2 separate regions of the Mus musculus genome follow, and region 1 is linked to region 2. Evidence: chromatin contacts called from public HiChIP or PLAC-seq data. All regions are on one chromosome and are shown on one strand. Each heading gives the region's core, a stretch centred on a gene start, on an enhancer-like site or on the middle of the called end of the contact. The rest is flanking DNA. Distances are from core to core; before and after follow the strand shown.

Evidence for each region. HiChIP or PLAC-seq counts read pairs in DNA pulled down with a chosen protein or histone mark.
Region 1: a contact with region 2 is called in an H3K27ac HiChIP or PLAC-seq map of microglia, with 4 times the contacts expected there. The contact joins the promoter of Mogat2 here to the enhancer-like site in region 2. A contact is called at or near these places in 3 of 39 promoter capture datasets (the 3T3-L1 cell line, cranial neural crest and liver), 5 of 484 Hi-C or Micro-C datasets (Sertoli cells, brain, conventional dendritic cells and 2 more), 3 of 115 datasets of contacts at active chromatin or transcription factors (craniofacial prominence, embryonic stem cells and microglia) and 2 of 9 other capture datasets (adipose tissue and embryonic stem cells).

What each region holds. Positions count from the first base shown.
Region 1 is chr7:99,236,895-99,242,183 of GRCm38.p6, forward strand. It overlaps Mogat2 (monoacylglycerol O-acyltransferase 2), which reads right to left and starts at 1,717. Exons shown (of 6, transcript NM_177448.4): 1 at 1,581-1,717. The coding sequence starts at 1,671.
Region 2 is chr7:99,127,838-99,133,714 of GRCm38.p6, forward strand. The region is part of intron 1 of Uvrag (UV radiation resistance associated gene); the gene reads right to left. Among named protein-coding and RNA genes, the nearest start is that of Uvrag, 10 kb to the right of the region's middle. Within about 2 kb of position 1,339, at least 66 of the 459 cell types and tissues checked have an H3K27ac peak or open chromatin away from gene starts, as enhancers often do. A contact at or near this core is called in craniofacial prominence, microglia and reprogramming fibroblasts, where this site is marked.

The DNA.
Region 1 (5,289 bases), core at 467-2,966, 110 kb after region 2:
CCAAAATCACCGCCATCATCACCAGGTAAAAAATGAGGCAAGACAGCAAATACTTTAGACATTTCAGAATTTGTGACTTAAAACAACAACAAAAAAACCATTTGGGCTGGTCTTGGCCCTGATTTGTTGACTACTGGTGGAGACTCTGGTCGCCTTTGATCTCCCCATCCCCCACACAGCAGGCAAGGGGACCTTTAACACCAGACTGGACCTCGTCACTTCCCTGCTGAGTCTATTGTTCTCCTTTGCCCTCAGGATAAGGGGTAAAGTAAAACTTCCCCCTCTTGGCATGAAAGAGCCCAGAACCCTTTTCTCAAATTGCACCAGTCGGTCCTCTCCTGGCTCAGGGGAGCCCTGATTTCTGTGCTCCACTCCTCGGTCTTGCCAGGTCTATGTAAGAGCAGGCCCAGGCCCAGGCTGCAAGGATGGGGTAGGTTCACCCAGTCAGACATAACTCCTGTCCTCAAGGACACAGGAGGCAACCCGAGCCTGGTGTCCATTAGACCCTGTGAGGTTGTGGCTGTAAACTACATGGCTCTGGGTCTCCGGAGCCCTTTGACCCAAGCCATCCCTGGGCTTAGGTTGCCTGCCCTCTGTTTTCTATACCCGCCATCTCTGTCTTGTATCCACACCTCCTCCCAGGCCCTCTGCCCATCCCCCATCCCTTCTTCCTCTGGAAGGAGCAGTTGCCAGGCTCCTGATTCACAGCCTGGGCCTTTCAAATATGCAATTCCTCTGCTTGGTTGTTACCAGGGGTACTTAAAATGGTAACCGACCCTGGAACAGAGGTACAGACCCATTTAAAATGGGTGCTAAAGGTGTGTGATCCTGGAAAGCCCACTTTGCAGGAATAAACCATATAGATGAAACATTGTGAGGTGGGAACACATACACACGTATACACGTGTGTTACCCGAGGGGTGTGTGTGTGTGTGTGTGTGTGTGTGTGTGTGAAGCATGCACTGAGCATGTGACTGTCTTGACAGGCAGTAGTATCTGGACTCGGGCTGAATCTGAGTCCTGGGGTGGCAGTCCTTCCCCAGTCTAGTACCAACAAAGGAGATAAGGCTCCCTCCCGTGCTCCCAGCCACTCTTCCTTCCCGGTCCACAGCGGTGCTGGAGCATCTACAGGGTGGAGAGGGACAGAGCCACACCTCAGGAGCCAGGTCAGATCTGCCTTTCATAGAAGTTCCCAGCTTTCTGCATTTTCTCTACAAGTTCCCCCATAGGGTGACACTGGCATCCCCACCATGCAGCTGGGGAAGCAGAGGCCGGTCCCTTCTCTCCTGGCCTCAGTTCCAGCTCCCTTTTTCCGAAAGGTAAACTGGAGAGCTTCCCTCTCAGAGGCATAGCCACCCAGCCTCGGGTGCTTCCCCGCCCTCAGCAGCTTGCAGCTAAAGCCTGGATGCAGCGGTCCCAAAAGTCCAGGAAACTGAAGACTGCTTAAGACATGGGAGACATACCCACACGAGGCTCTGGAAGACCCCAGCAAAGCCCCCTCCTGAATCTCTCCATTAAGCATCCTGTGCTCCCGCTGAGGCTGCCCTGCCCTTCCCGTGTGCCCGCGGCTACCCTCTTACCCAAGGCCAGGAAGGAGAAGACCCACTGAAGGACCGCGAAGGTCTGTAACCTGCGCTCCCATGGTACCAACAGGGGGGCGAACTCCACCATGCTGAGCTGGCTCAGGAGGCTCTACACACGGGCTTTGCTCTAGGTTGAAGGGGCAGGGCCAGGCCAGGCCAGCCCCAGTCCAGCCCCAGCCCAGCCCAGCCCAGCCCAGCCCAGCTCCAGGGCCCTCCTGCTCCGCCCACGCCACATCCTTTTTTCCCCGTACCTTGTAATCCCTCTGCCTAGACCAGGCTAAAGGCGGAAGAGAAACCTCTTTCATCCTTATCAGTTCTCTTAGGCAATGCCTTATCTGCCAAACCACTATTCCCACCCTCTAGAATCTGCTCAAGGTAGGGCGCAAAGAGGTGAAACCCCAAGGGCAGTGCTTCTCAACCTATGGGTCACGACCCCAGGGGGTGTCAAATGATCCTTTCACAGGGGTCGCATATCAGATATCCTGAATATCAGATATTCACATTACCATTCATAACAGTAATACAATTACAGTTATGAAGTAACAACACAAATAAGTTTATGGTTGGGGGGGGGGGTCACCACAACATGAGGAACTGTGCTAAGGGGTCGCAGCATCAGGAAGTTGAGAACCACAGCCCAAGGAGACCGGAGTGGTGACCCCTCAGCCCTGCCCAATGATCCCCTCACTTTCTCACAGGTCCACTGCTCTGCTCTTCCTTCACAAACAAGCTGCGACAGTTGGCATCAGAAAGCCCTGTGCCCATATCTCCTCTGTCTGCCTTCCCTCTGTAACTAACCAGTAGAACTCAGCAGGGCTGCGTTCAGGGTCTTTCCATCCCCCACACCGTGTAGGTCCTCAGCTCCACACGTTACACGTTTACAACATTCCACAAACTCTGCTCACAGGTTCAAGCTGACAGTCAGGTTGCTCATCTCCTTTGGTCAGCAGGCTCAGTCACCTTAGATCCTTACACTCTCCCTCCACTTTTGCCTCTCGGCTCCCAAGCTACTTTTCCTAGGACTCCTTTGTTCTGCCTACTGTAGATCAAGCTGGCCTCTAGTCTCTGCCTCCCAAGAGTTGGGATGAGAGGTGAACACCACTAATCCTTGATTCCTCTTGCCCCTTGAAGGTTGTGTTCAGGCTGGTGGCTTGTTTCCTGTCTCTCTGCCCCACGTCTAGACTTGAAGATCCAGGTGGTTCCTTGACCATCCATCATAGCTTGTACGTCTCACTGAACTCAACTTTCATCCCCTGCCTGGGTCAGCTCGACTCTTTCACACCATGGCAAAGGACAACTTCACTTCCTGAGTTGCTGAGGTTATAGCCAGAGTTTCCTTAGAGTTATTGTTTTCCTCCAGCCACACCTGTTGTGTTTTATGTTGAAGAAGAAGAAGAAGAAGAAGAAGAAGAAGAAGAAGAAGAAGAAGAAGAAGAAGAAGAAGAAGAAGAAGAAGAAGAAGAAGAAGAAGAACCAGGGAACCAGGATATGTTTAGCAGAGGCTCAGTATGATGTAGGGGTAGTGCCTCTGCAGGCCTATGCTGAGGTATCCTTTCCCTCTGAGATACCAGCCATACTACTGGTATAGTATAGAATAGAGTTTGTTTAGGGCATAGGGAGGGGATTTTAGGGAGTAGAGACAGAGAAAGGCAGAGACAGAGAGAGACAGAGAGAGAGAAGAAGGAGAAGAAGAAGAAAAAGAAGAGGAGGAGGAGGAAGAGGAGGAGGAGAAGGAGGAAGAAAATGAAGAGGAAGAAGAGAAGGAGAAGGAGAAGGAGAAGGAGAAGGAGAAGGAGAAGGAGAAGGAGAAGGAGAAGGAGAAGAAGAAGAAGAAGAAGAAGAAGAAGAAGAAGAAGAAGAAGAAGAAGAAGAAGAAGAAGAAGAAGAAGAAGAAGAAGAAGAAGAAGCCAGCCACAAACACATGGAGAGAGAAGGGGAGAGGAGCAGGGAGAGAAGGGCTAGAGAAGGAAGAGAGAAGAAGGTCAGAGAGTAAATGGGCAAACACCCCTTTTTATAGTGAGTCAGGTATACCTGGCTGTTGCCAGGTAACTGTGGGCAGAGCCTAGAAGGATTGCTAACAACATCCACCCATCACTACATCTATTCATTCTTCTGAATGTTTCCCTTTGGGTGAAGAGACGGGTCAGTAGTCAAGAGTGCTTACTGTTCTTGCAGAAGACTCAGGTTCTGTTCCCAGCATCCATCTGTTCACAACCACCTGCAGCTCCTGGGGATCTGACACCTCTGCCCTCTGCAGGCACCAGTGGCAGGCGCCAAACAGGAGCTACAGTGGGCAACTGAGCTCCCTGAAATCGGCCCACACCCTTGCTCGGCTATGATGGGTACACTCCAGAAAAGCGTAGCTTTAAAGATTTCATCCCAGGGTTGCCTCTGACTTCTGATGTGCCTTCTCAGGTTTGTCATTGTCCTTCTATTCTTTTGGCTTGGTGTCAGTGGGCAGTGGGAGACCCTCACCACCCATAGCCTAGTGTGATTACTTCCTGGGTGATAGCCTGCTCTGTTGGGCAAATTTCCTTCAGATCAACATGAAGATAAAAGTTTTTGAGGTAATGCTGTTTAGATGAATTAATAGTGACTTATGGAATTCCGGTTTTAGGAAGTTAGCTTGATTTAAGTAATTTTGGGAAGTCAGGGCAGTTGCTAGAAAGTTTAAAGTTAGAATCAGGAATAGACTGTGCCCCTTCTTCATAGACTGCCCAGAGCTGCACGAGTTTGCAAAAGGGGCACAGGGAGCTTTCATGCCTTACAATCATGTAGTTGAAGTAGCAAGAAAAAATAGGCTTGGGACAGGTTAATCATCCAGGGAAGCATTCACTCTAGGTTGGGCCTGAGTTCTCTGATCTTGTGATCTAGGGATGTGGTAACAGGTTGCGGTGTGCACCGTGAAATAGAAAGGTTACGAATAAAGAATAAACAGTTCAATTATGAGTATAAGGGCAGAGAACAGATGACTAGCCAGTCTCTCTGATCGAGACTTCAAAATAAGGCGGGAGACAGATGACCTGCTCCTTACTAAGTGCAGGTCGTCCCCAGCCAAGCACAGGGAGAAACTTGCTACTACACACTTGGCCTGCTTAAACCTTGTTAATCTCTGACAGAGAATTACTGCTCTGGGATTACAATGAGTTTGTGGAAAGAAAGAAAGAGGAGAATTGTTTAATTAGATGTAAGTTTCAAAAAAGAAATACGTAATCAATAATCCTGTTGTAATGTTTAATGTAATAATCCTCTTGCGTAATGTTTCTAATCTGTTCTTGAAGAGTATGTTTCTCGGTGGTTATTTAATGTGTGGCTGAGGTAACTTGCTAAACAAAAGATTTGCCTAAAGGGCACAAAAAGTTTGTGTTTTTTTTAAATTATTTATTATTATATATAAGTCCACTATAGCTGACTTCAGACACACCAGAAGAGGGAGTCAGATCTCAATATGGGTGGTTGTGAGGCACAATGTGGTTGCTGGGATTTGAACTCATGACCTTCAGAAGGGCAGTCAGTGCTCTTACCTACTGAGCCATCTTGCCAGCCCACAAAATGTTTTAAGAGGAGAAAAAAAAATGCTGGAGACTGCCTTCAACCACTCTGTGTGTGTGTGTATGTGTGTGTGTGTGTGTGTGTGTGTGTGTGTGTGCGCGCGCGCGCGCACGCACGCATGCCTGTGTTTGTGTGAGTATGTATATGTGCGTGT
Region 2 (5,877 bases), core at 89-2,588:
CTAGCCCTGGCCAGAGGGAAAAGGGCAGGAGAGCGCTCCAGCTGGTTCCCACAGAGGAGAGTCCTTAGTTTGCTTGGCTTAATGGGAAACAAGTCTGAGAGCACAAGGATATTAGATGTGCCGTCCAATAAGAAGAGGCAGTCCATGGTTTAAAGGTGTTTATTGTCATGGCTGAAAGGGGAGCTAAGAGGGTAGTAGAGGCTGAGAAAGTAGAGAAGAAGAGGCCGGCCATGGCCACGTGGAGAGAGGGGGGAAGGGAATGCAGGGAGGAAGGGAATGCAGAGAGAGGGGGAACAAGAGGGCAAGAGAGAAGCAAGAGGGAAACAGGAGTAAGAGAGGGAGGAGGGGGCCAGCAGCCCCTTTCATAGTGGGCCAGGCCTACCTGGCTGTTGCTAGGTAACTGTGGGCGTGGAGTCCAGACAGAATACCAGGAGCTTGGGGCGGTGCCCTACCTGACTAATGGCCACAGAATTAAGGAGCTGGGCCCTCATGTCAGGAGCCTGGTGTCTGGGAGCATGACAAACTTCCTTCCATACCTTGCAGAGTTATCTGCTGGGTCTCCGGGGTTTAACCCTAGCTCACCCAGAAAACAAGCTGCTTTTCAAGGTCCCAAAAGCCATCTCTCTCCAGCCCCCTTGCAATAAATCTTTAAATGGAGACATATGTAACAGCCATTCCCTGTAGAAGTGCAACACAGTGAAAGCTCAGGTTACAGTAACCCTGAACTTGAGGGATGCTCTATACACGCTAGTGAGCAACCACTGGCTGTGTCCCTTCCTGCAGAGTGTAGACATGTCCATCCGTGCACCTATGTGGCTTGTTGGAGAATAAAGCAATGGGTGTGAAGGCCCTGCAGAAACAGTGAGGAACTTTATGAAAATAAGCTGATAGACAGATGGGGGCGGGGCTGTTAGGGGCGGGGCTGTCAGGGAAGTACATGGCTGACTGAAGGAAAGAGACAGGCTAGAACTCAGCTATCTTCATATTGATGAGAAAAGAGAAGGAAAACAGACCTCAGACCCAAAACAGTCAATGACTAGAATTCCAGAACTGCAGACCAGAGAGGCCTCTGAAAGTCATCTAAGCCAGGGGACCCTGCACCACCAGCGAATGTGTTCCTCATGCAGACCCTAGGTCCTAGCACAGCAATGACCTACTCAAGTAGATCCCTTATTCTTTGTCACCGGGTACTTCAAATGCATGTTTTCGATGGAAGCAGAGATCTACAGCATCCAGACTTATTTTTTAATGAGAAAGCCCGAATCAAAGCAGGGAGTACTCACTTCACACTGTTAGTAAGAAGCAAAAGTGAAACTGGGCCTGATCTCCCAGATGGGTGCACCAAGCTTGCCCCTGAGACACCCGGCTTCAAAACCTGTGAGGCCTCTTGGCCTTTTGGGTCTCATGTATTCTACCCAGTTACAACAGCCAGCAGTGTCCATCCACTGTCTTCCGAGCATGGCAGGCATACACGGTTCCGCCTGTGTTATCAACTTCCGATTCTGAAAACTAAAGTTCAGGTCCTACTATCAAGCTCTAGACAACTCCTTAGGAAGATTCGAGGCACTGAGATGCATTTAGCATGGACATGCTGATCCCAGGCAGAGACTACCGTAAGCCAGAACTTGGTATTTCTAAGGCAGAACTTTGACTTCTCCTTACTCCGGCTGCATCCTTTCTTAGAAATTTAACCCATGCTCCTTTACGTAGCGAGGTCCTCTTGTTCCGCTCATTCTAAGCTTCATAAACAAGCACAGGGCCCCAAACCTCCAGCAATCACAAATCTTCTCCTTGCATACCATATCGTAATAAACCAGATCATTTTATTATCTCCTAACTACTTGTGATTTGCTAGCAACACCTCTGAATACCATTACTGCAAAAGGAACTCAAAAAGTTCCAAGAACTGGGATCATAAGTGTGCACCACCATGCCCAGCAACAGGAGGGGTTTTGGGTTGTTTGGTCTCTCTCTCCCTCTCTTCCTCCTTCCTTCTCTCTCTCTCTCTCTCTCTCTTCTTCTCTTCCTCCTTCCTCTTCTCTCTCTCTCTCTCTCTCTCCCTCTCTCTCTCCCTCTCTCTCTCTCTCTGCTGGAACTGAACCCACTGGCTTCATGCAAGCTAGGTAAGGGATTTACCACTGAGCCACACCATCCCTAGCCTTGACACTTTTAAAAGGCAAAGCCTGTGTTCTTTGTTTATAAATTGACTAAACCTGGATGGCAGCTGGATCCTGAACTGAAGGGAACCAGAGACCAGGTCTAGAACATTCCCAAAGGCCTGTGTGTTAATGGCTTGGTCCCTGGGATAGCACCACTGGGAAGTGTGACAAACTTCAGGAGCTCAGATTTAGCAGAGTCTTTAGGGCATGCACCCTTAAAGGGATGTTGGGGTTCCCCAGTCAGGAGGGACAGCTTTGAGCTGCTGTGCTCACAGAGTCCAGGCTGTTTCACCATAAGGGCAAGCAATGAGGTCATGGATTGAAGCCTCCTAACTCCAAATTTCCAAAAGCCCACCCTTTTCATAATTGATTCTTCTTTTCTTCTTTCTTCATTGTAACAGAAAGCTAATACCAGAGATGTTCTGAAAAGGACATGTGGTCAGCTAGCTAAATTGGAATGTGAGCCACGGAAAGTGAGCGGCAAAGGGCACACAATCAACTAACTAAATTGGAATATAAGCCGCAGAGAGCTTCTGCACAAACGGACAAGGCATGATTAGAGAGCAGGAGCTTCCTACCTGAATGGGGAGGAGGACTGGAGGCTGGAGGAGGACTGGAGGCTGGAGGAGGCAGAGAGGACTGTTTACTCAAGCCTGCCTGAGTTAACAGAATTACTGTGAATCCTGAGCAACAGACGCAGGACATCGTGAGCTGAGCATAATGGGGCCACAGAGAGGGTGGGATACCCAGCAGGTTACACAAGCCCAGACCCTTCCCCACACCTTACCATGGGACTTCTAGTGCTGTGTGCTGTAAGTAAGCTGGTTTGCTGATTTCCAGGAGCTATTGCTGCAAATAACTGAACTGTGGGCGAGGGGCATGGGAGCTCCCTGCTCACATCTGAAGTATAGGTAGCCTAAGAGTTGCAACAGCAGTCTGAAGCAAAAGTTTTATAAGGATCAACCTTCAACTTCCAAGATCTAAGACTAACTCCAGGTAAACAGCTGCAGAACTGAACCAAGGAGCCAGGCAAACCATCAACTGTGAGAGAATGGGTCAGTAGGACAGAGGGGTAAAAACCCCTCAGCCGGATCTCAGTCTTAGAACCAGTCGAGCAGTAACACCTGGGAAGGATGGCAAAGGCCGGTTACCCCTGCACGAAGGTGACTGACACATGAGGGCTGATAGGAATTTGAGGCCACGCTAAACTACATGGCGAGTTCCAGACCAGCATGGGCTGAGATCCTATCTAAAAACTAAACAAACCAAGAGCCTGGGTGGTGGTACAGACCTCTTTAATCCAGTGCTCAGGAGGCAGAGGCAGGCAGATCTTTCAGAGTTCGAAGCCAGCCTGAGCTACAGCAAGAGTTCCAGGGCACAGAGAAACTTTGCCACAAAAAACAAAAAAACAAAACAAAAAAAAAAAGAGCAAAAGAGGGGGAAAAAGAAGGACAAGATGGTTGTTTCCACAAAGGCTGACAACCCGAGGCCACTCCAGGGCCTACATGGCCGAAGAGAAGTGACTCACAAAAGTGGTTCTACTGCCACCAAATAGGTACAGAAATAAATCAATAATTATGTAATTTAAAATATTTTTAAAAAGAAAACAAACTCTGCAATTCTACAAACCTAATAAGTAACTGATGTTTTTTTGGCAGAGATAACAGAGTAGAGAGGCAGCGGGCTCTTTATTTTCCTATCCATCCTGAAAATCTTCCACATAGAATAAACTCTGTTTAGTCACTTCATGGAAAAAAAAAAAAAAAAAAGCCCAAAGTACCTCCCTATGTGTACAACACACAAGTAACGAGTGTGGTTCTGTAACTACACCCATGAATCAAAGCTGGGCAGGCTCCTCATGGGCCAGGAAGTTAACATTTAAGTAGTAACAATATTCCCAAGGACTTTCCTCTTTTCGAAAGGGACATTTTAAATATTCCTTCTAAGTCTAAATAAAACTATTTTCATTTTGAAGACTTTTTAACGGTTTCCTAGATTAGCTCTCTTACAAAGAATGTTTGGAATTGAAGAAGAAAATACTCCATATCCTCTCAAAGACACAGTCTGGCTGGCAGAATGCAGACATTCCTGGTCGGGTCCAGTGCTCACACAGTCAAAAGGCACTTCACAAGTATCTACTGGAGAAATGGCCACCCGGATGGCTTTCCCACTCAGCACACAGAATTGGCTAATATAAACAACGGAGTTACTTAAGAGTTCAAACTACAGTCGTGGTAAAGATCACCAAGTTTTTCATAGGAAAACAAACCTGAAGCCCAATTCCCAATTTCTGTTATTTGTTCCCTTTTTTCCTTACTTAAGAACTTAAGGACTGAAACCAAAGGCAGACACTAGTGTCAGCTTCCTGATATATCTTGTTATTTTAAAAGGTCTGGCCACACCTCTTAGGATATTCTAACCACCATAACACGAAGAAATGCTACCTATTTCCATGGACCACTGAGTGCAGGGTTCTAATGCTCAACTTCAGGGTTACTTATCTTAGCCTCAACAAACCCACTTGCTTAGCTTTCAGTTTTATAAAATGCCTAATAACATTACAACTAACGTCTACAGCAATCAGTGCTAAATATTACACAGAATCAAACTGCTGGCGTGGAGAAAAACCACAGACACCAGATGTTGGCTCTTTCCGAAACTTAAGGAGGTAGAGAATTCGATGTTCCTAGGAATATTCAAAATATTCAAAACTGGACAGGCTTGATAAAGCACCAGAACCAGAACAGGAAGAGCAGCCCTGGGACAGGAGCGGAGTGAGCGTCCAGCCCTGCCCTTGAGGGGAAGTTTAAAACAATGCCACAGCTCCACTTTTGTTCCAGCCTAAAGTCAAACCAAGCTGGGGGGCACCATGTCAAAGCCCAGAGAGGGGTTATAGAACCAGGCTCTCTGTGCACTCGCTCGCTCGGACCAGCTGGGAAGGCCCGGTGCTGGAGAGGCAGGCACTCCCTAGAGCTCTGTTAAAGTCCCTGAGGTCTCTGGAGCACATTCATGGGCTGGCAAATAGTTTTGCCTCTGAGAACATCACATTTTTTAATTTTTATGTCTGTAAAGTCCCACTATTCCAAAACTTGAATTTCCACCTTAAAGTAAGATGGACAACGATATCAACTTCAAACTAGAAGGGTGAGTGGGGGGGACTGGAGAGAGGGTACAGTACTGATGAGCACTTGCTCATGCAGGAAGCCCAGGTTGGATTCCCAGCACCACATGGTAACAACCGTACGTGACTCTGGTTCCAAGGGACCCATTATCTTCCAGCCTCTGGGGCAATGCATGCATGTGGTGCATAGCCATACATGCACACAAAACACCCACACATAAAAATAAAATTAGGGGCTGGAGAGATGGCTCAGCGGTTAAGAGCACTGACTGCTCTTCCAGAGGTCCTGAGTTCAATTCCCAGCAACTGCATGGTGGCTCACAACCATACGTAATGAGATCTGATGCCCTCTTCAGTCATGCAGGCATACATGCAAATAGAGTACTCATATACATAAACAAATAACTAAGAAGATAAATCTAATTTTTTAAAGAAATAAAATAAATAAATAAAAATAAATAGCTCTCCCACATAAGAAAGTTCTAATGCCATTAAACCTAAAGTATACAAATGCAAATATTTCAACCAGATTTTTAAAACAGATTTGTCTTTAATTTTTCTAAACTAAACTCCCAATTTTATAATCGGAGAGTATAT